Linked DNA regions of Athene noctua: region 1 is linked to region 2. The links are chromatin contacts, called in public Hi-C maps. All regions are on one chromosome and are shown on one strand. Each heading gives the region's core, a stretch centred on a gene start, on an enhancer-like site or on the middle of the called end of the contact. The rest is flanking DNA. Distances are from core to core; before and after follow the strand shown.

Evidence for each region. A called contact is a pair of places that touch in the nucleus more often than the background predicts.
Region 1: a contact with region 2 is called in a Hi-C map of heart, with 7 times the contacts expected there. The contact joins the promoter of ZNHIT6 here to the promoter of BCL10 in region 2. A contact is called at or near these places in 2 of 2 Hi-C or Micro-C datasets (heart and liver).

Annotation. Positions count from the first base shown.
Region 1 is chr5:16,924,287-16,927,394 of bAthNoc1.hap1.1, reverse strand. ZNHIT6 (zinc finger HIT-type containing 6) reads left to right here and starts at 1,535. Exons shown (of 10, transcript XM_074906508.1): 1 at 1,535-1,624. The coding sequence starts at 1,557. It overlaps COL24A1 (collagen type XXIV alpha 1 chain), which reads left to right. Exons shown (of 60, transcript XM_074906511.1): 60 at 1-145.
Region 2 is chr5:16,774,097-16,777,635 of bAthNoc1.hap1.1, reverse strand. It overlaps BCL10 (BCL10 immune signaling adaptor), which reads left to right and starts at 1,841. Exons shown (of 3, transcript XM_074908188.1): 1 at 1,841-1,965. The coding sequence starts at 1,882.

The DNA.
Region 1 (3,108 bases), core at 286-2,785, 150 kb before region 2:
TTTGCAAAGTCATTAGATCATTTCGGGTTTTTAAAGCCTAAAATGTTCAACCATCTTTTTTTTTTTTTTTTTTTTAATTAAAACCAAACCATTTTACCATTAAGAAAATCTCTCTTTATAATGATATGTCTCTATCTATTTTCAATCCAAAGTGTGCTCAGTAGTACATTGCAGGGTGATACCAGACTATACTGGGGAGCAGGGGAGAGTTCAAACTGCTAGTTTAATTGTCTTGATCCACAGGAAACCACACTTACCAAAGTATAATAAAATAAGCTTCTAAGCTATCTGCTTGTCGTTTACTATTCTGTTTCATATTGTATAGTTCATCCTTTGTAATGATGAAAATCCTTTAGAAGGGTACTTGTTAGGTGGCAATGCTTCCTTGACCAAGGGGAAATGCACACACTTTGTGCCGTGGAATACTGCGAGAGCGACAGTGTTTACTTTTACAAGGTAAAGTACATGTACATCCCAATTTATATTTTATATTGAAGCATGCAGTTTACATTTTATATTGAGGTTTTGTCCCCTTTGAGAAAATCAGATGAAGCTAAAGACAAAGCAAGATTGCAACATGATGATAGAGGTTAGAGAACATGTCTCACTTTCTGCATTTTCAGGATCATTACACTCTGACAGTATCACTTCACATTTGCTCTTAGTTTGGCTGTGGAGCTGGCATCACGACAAAAGGATTATATATATATATATTTTTAAGAATGTCATCTTTTAGAAAATGTTCCGCTTCGTGTGTATTTTTATTAGTCTCGTTTTATTTTTGGAAATTCTTTATAGCCTATGTTTATGGTTTATTTATCTCAGAATTTACTTATTTTAAAATCAAACAGCTTGAAGTATTATAAGGTTGCTCAAATGTAAATATGTGCATTTCTGTAATTGAGGCAAAAGTGCACATCCTGCACATCCCATGCAGCCCGCACAATGAATTTGTGACGTCTACCATGTCGCTTGAGTTGGAGTTTGCCAGAAACATTTGCCTGAAAGCATCCTGCCTGACGGTATACTTGTATACGGTGCAGCGTGCGTTTTGGAAAGGCTCTTGCGTTCAGGCTGCTCCACCGGAGGTCCTGAAGGCAGACGCAGATCTTGCACAATTTTGTCCCACAATGTTAACAAGTACCTGTACTTGTTAATTATCTTTTTATCAACCGAGGTGGTTGACTACTTTGTTACTTTTAATTTTAGAGCAAGCCCTGAGCTAGATTACAGGTCTTTGTCAGCATCCTCTTAGCGCCCTCTTCCTTTTATTATTTTTCATGGTCAAAAATCCACTAAAAACCACCTGGGAAGCGGGGCGCTGAACCGGCCTGACGCAGGAGGGAACACCCGCGAAGGCTCCGCGCTCTCTCAGCGCCGCCTCGGGCGGGGCGGGGCCGGGCCCTCCTCCCTGCTGCGGGGCGAGGCCCCGCGGCGCGGCAGGGCGAGGCCGCCGAGGGTCGCCAGGCGGCGCCGCCGCCCAGGAAAGGCCGCGGCCGGGCCCGCCCCGGCCAGGCCCCGTCGGGCACCGCGTGGGGAGGCGGCGCCGCGCAGCCATGGCGGAGCAGGAAGGCCCCGAGAGCGCTCGGCGGTCGGCGGCCGGGCGGAAGATGTCCCTGCAGAGGTACGGGCAAGCGCGGGGCCGCGCCCGGGAGCGCCCTCAGGCCTCCTGCAGGCGCCCGCGGCCGGCCGGGCTTCGGCAGCGCCGTCACTTGGGCTCCGCGAAAACCCGAGGCCGCCGAAGGGAAAGGCTGCTCCGGCCTCTCCTCCCGCGGCGCCGCCGCCGTGGGCCTGCCCCGGGGGGCTTCGCGGGGCCCGCTGCGGGCCGAGCCTGCCCCTCCCCTCCCGGGTGGTGCCGGAGCCCGCAGGTGCCCGAGGCGCCCGGTATCGCCGCGTCCTGCGCGGCAGCGCCCGCGCCTTCTCGCTCCTCCTCTGTGGAGAGGAGCAGTCGCCGCTGCGGGGACGTTCCTGTTCGTACGCGGGAGGGGGCTGCTCCTGCCCTGGGGCAGCGCTGCCCTGGGGAGCCGCGCCCGCTTGTGAAGCGGGGCCTGCGCGCAGCTGACTGGCGAAGCCCTCCCTGGTGTTGCCGCTGGATTGCGAACTTGCGTTGGGCACTGTGGAGAGAATAAAAAGACAAAAGGAATCCTTGTTCGGAGTAATTCCCGTTTCTGTCTTGCAGTGTATGAAACACTTTTTTTCTGTTCTTACAATGCTTCGTGCTGCCAGTACATGGAGTCACTTTCTCGTCAGGAGATGGTACTGCTAAGCTTGTCCTTCACACCTCCACTGTCAGTTGGCAGCGAGCCCGTGGTGGGGAGAGCAAGAAAAATATTTTTCCTCTATACGTTTCTCCTCTAGTAGTTGAAAGTGGTGGGTTTGTGCCATTACTGGTGTGGGGGGAGGGTTATTTCCCTTCCCCATTTGTTGGAGTTGAATGAAAAGTGACAGTTATTTTATTTAATATATCAAGAACTCTTTCGTAAGAATAGAATAAATATCTGTTGTAATAGCCTAGTGAAAAAGCAGAAGATTCTACTTGTAGAGGAAATTTTTTTTTTAATGAGTTAATATTTGTTAGTTATATTCATAAACCTTACACGTTGTACCTGAGAGGTTCCCAGACTTCGGGGTTTGCACTGCTAACAGCCAGAAGAAGTTTTGCTGATGATATTGTCATGGTTCTGTTTTGCTGAAAAAATGGGGTGTAGTGTTCAGGTTCGAGTGTGAATTCTAGACATACATCTTCCATCTGCCTAAAACCAGGAGTATTACAAGGCAGCGTGGTAGGATGCACAGTACGGGTGATGTAGCCAGGCCACAAAGCGTAAACTGATACAGCCTTGCTGTGCTTCCAGCTCTAGCACAGGATTTTTATTTTTCTTCCAAGCATCTGTGCTGTGTTTTAACATAGGTAAGACCCCAGTATGTGTTAGGAGATATTCCCCATAGCTTGCGTTATTTTGTCTGCCATCTTACCCAATCTAGGGTACTTATATTTTCTCTTTCTTTTTTCAAGGTTCACATACCTTTTCCTGAAAATGCCAATTGATGGCATAGTGCCTGGTTGTTGAGCAGGCACCTTCCCAGGCCAGTGAGGTGCCAAGATGC
Region 2 (3,539 bases), core at 592-3,091:
TCACTATTGTGAAAGCTTTTAACAGCTCTGGGTCATAAGCTGTTTCCAAAACTTATCTGGAAGCTTACTCTAGAAATTTATTCTAGATGGACATTACATATGTACATACTCATAAAACCAATACAGTGTCCAAAATCTTCCCAGGTCCCCTGAAAGAAATTAATTTGCTCTTCATTGAGGCACACTTCTTAATCTTGAACTGATGTTAACCTCCTGCAATGAGTTTCATGCTGAGAGTAGTCTTCTTCCAGCTGCCTGGACCATTAAATCCTGTTAAGGTTTATCGGCATTAAGTCTGCTAAAATATATTCTATTCTTGTATTCTCTGACCGCATGCTCTTTTTCTGACTGCTGTTAATTTATTTCAGTTTGTCTCATACATGGCTCAGGAATGCAGAAGCCTAACCCTCCAGACATCACATGGCTTTGAACTGCACCTCTCACTGAGCAAGGTTATTAACAAATGCTCTAAATTCAGAATGTATGATAGCTATTTTTATCAGCAGTATTGTACAGAGCCAGCAAAGTCTACAATATAATTCACCTTGAAGAGGAGGAGCTGGAAGGCATTTGTTTAATTAGCAAGGATGGGAGTCAGGGGTCAGAAGAGCCACCATGAGCTCACTGAAAGCATCAGAGAATCTAAAACCTTTCCATGTAATTGGGTATCTAGCACAGGTTAGGGAGAATTCACGTAGGCACTTGGACTTGAAAAAAATGGCCTGCCCTGCAGCCCTCGCCCTCTGAGCAGGAAAACAGGAGACAAATACTCATGTATTTGGTGCTTCAGATGTTTAATCCAGAGATACACAGACAGCTTTGAGAAATTCAAATACACTACAGCAAACAAAGGCTTCTTGGGGAGGGAGTAACAGCACAGAAGGATTTGGGTTATGAGCAAAGGTGTGCGCTGCCAAACCACCAGCGATCAGGTCTGTAGGGCTGGATGGTGAGGGAGAGTCTGAAGTGTTTACTGGGCAGAAGGGTCCTTCAGAGCAGCGGCAGGGAGCACAGCTGGGGGCGTCTTCTGGCAGCCAGGACCGGCTGTGACTGTAACACCCAGCTCTACAGAAACCAGCACCGTCACCAGGTAAGAACAGTGACTAGTCCTTTATTTTTAAAATGTTCTGGGCAAAACCTTTGCCATCCAATGTGTTTATAGAAGATCTGGGAATGCTCTCACTGTAAAATAGGTGTCACTGCAGTTAGTATTTGAACTAGGGATATTAACAGGACACATCGAGCAAAAGGACTTCGCAAAATATTGCAAAACTGGCAGTTTGCCTTAGTGACAGCGAAACCCACTCCGGGTTGCTTCTACTTCTCTACTTTCATGTTTAACTGATGGAAACGAAGCTTTCAAGACTGCAACGATAGGCAGAGTTTTACCTTTGACAGCTGAGAAAATACCGATTGTCTTCTGTCCTTTCTTTAAGAGTTTCCTCCTGCGTGGGGCAGGGCCGGGCGGCCCCGGGGGCTGGGGTGGGACCGGGTGTCCGGTAACGGCGGCGGCTCCCGGCAGTTCCGCGGCACCCTCTGGGGCCGAGCCCGAGAGCGTGGGGCCGCCCGGCCTCCGGCGGGGCGCGAGGGGCGCAGGGCGGCAGTCCCGGAGAAGGGCGGGGTCTTCCCACCGCCAGTCCCTCACTGCCCGCCCCGCCGCACGGAAGCCGCTGCCCGCGGCGGCCCCGCCCCGCCCCGCGCCCGGCGCTGGCTCCGCCGCAGGGGGTGGGCGGGGCCGCTCCGCGCACGCGCCGCTGGGCGGGGCCGCCGTGGGGGCGGGGTGATTCCCCTGAGGGCCCATTGGCGCGTGGGCGCGCGTGGGCGGGGCCCGGGCCGGAAGCGCTGCCCTGAGCGGCTCTCCGCGGCGACGGCGCGTCCGCTATGGAAGGCCCGGACCCGGGGTCGGGGTCGGGGGTTGCGGGGCGGCTGCTAACGGAGGATGAGATGGCCGAGGTGAAGAAGGATGTAAGTGGTGGGCTGGGCCGGGCCGGGAGGCCGAGGCGCTCGGGGCTGGGGCGGGCTGGGCCCCGGGCCTGGGCCTGGGTCTGGGCCTGGGCCTGGGCGGGGGAGGCGGAAGCTCTGCCAGAGCGGCGTCCGGGAGTGGAGGCCGGTGTGGAGGCGGGAGCCGGGCCGGGCTAGGCCCCTGTCGCGCTGCCTGGAATTCCCCGTCGCCTTCCCGTAGGGCGCCGGCGGGGGCGGCGGGCCCAGCCCTGGGCCCCGCGGCTGTGGGTTGGGGCCCCGCCGCTGTGGGTTGGGGCCCCGCCGCGGCATCCCGCAGCTCCGGCCTCCGGGGGCATTCCCGGTAGGAGGCTGACCGCGGCTGGTGAAAGCTGAAGCCTGGGGCCAGGTACTCTCCTGAGCGTTCCGTTTTCTTTTGGTTTCTTCTAAGCGCTCCGCTCCCTTGTCGCGTCGCAAGGCCGGAGTGGCGAGGGGTTGATGTTCGTCGTGTCTCTGTACAGCGGTGAGGCGTAGGAGAGGGAGTAGGTGATGAGTAACTAATACGGCATCCGAAGGTTAGCTGCAGCTGTGTGTGCTTCTCTCGGTGCTAAGAGATTCTCTCTTGCAGAGAATGAATGTTTGGATTAAATAGTTTTCTTGAGGCTTTTTATTCTATATTTTTCTGATTTCTTTCCTCCATATTTAATCACTGATATCTGATATCTGAGGGCAGACTTCATCCTGATTCAGTCTGGATTTACTTATCTCTTTGCTAGACTGGGAAGCAAGTAATGTGCTCACTAAACTCAGGTGATTGGTTAATTCCAAAACAAAATTAGTTTCTGTTTATAATTTACAGTCTGTTGATTGACTTATTTGGGGGTTTTGTGTTCCTTTAAAGTACAATAAAGAGTGCTTGAAGTTCGGCTTTGGTTTCTAACTAGCTTTATGCATACATAATTTTCTTTAAATGCTTTGTCATAGTTTTGTGAGGCATGTTTTTCAAGTTATTACTTGCTTCTGTGGAACTACAGGGTAATACTGCAATAATTAGCATCCAGTAGTTACACACACACAAAAAGATAAGAATTACTTAAGTCAGACTATACATATAACGTGATATATATGTTAATTTGTGTTAGTGACTGAATTCATGGCTGCAATTTACAGAAGTGCATATTTGTTGCTTCAACCCTTGCTCTTACAGGGTCTCCCATAGTAATTTGAGGACTTGATGGAAACCTAGTACGTAGAAAGAAATAACGCTAGTTTTATCATCAAAATACAATCCAATAAATCTGACTTCAGAGTCGCTTCTCTCAGATTTGAAATGTTGTGGCTTCACGATACAAAGTGCTGGTTCAGTGTGAACTCTCTTAGCTGTTTCAAACCTCTTCAAGTAACTTTGAGAGGATCACTTCAAACACAAGTGCTGCATTACTCTATGTGTATACTATGTGGCATCATACCTCAGGAAGCTAGCTTGCAAGGATAACTAGGTCTGGGTAAGCCTGTCTTGAGAAATTATAAGGGTTAGAGTCTTTAATTCGAGAGCTGGGAAGGAGGCAGTGAGCCATACAAAATCGTCAGTACAGAGCAAA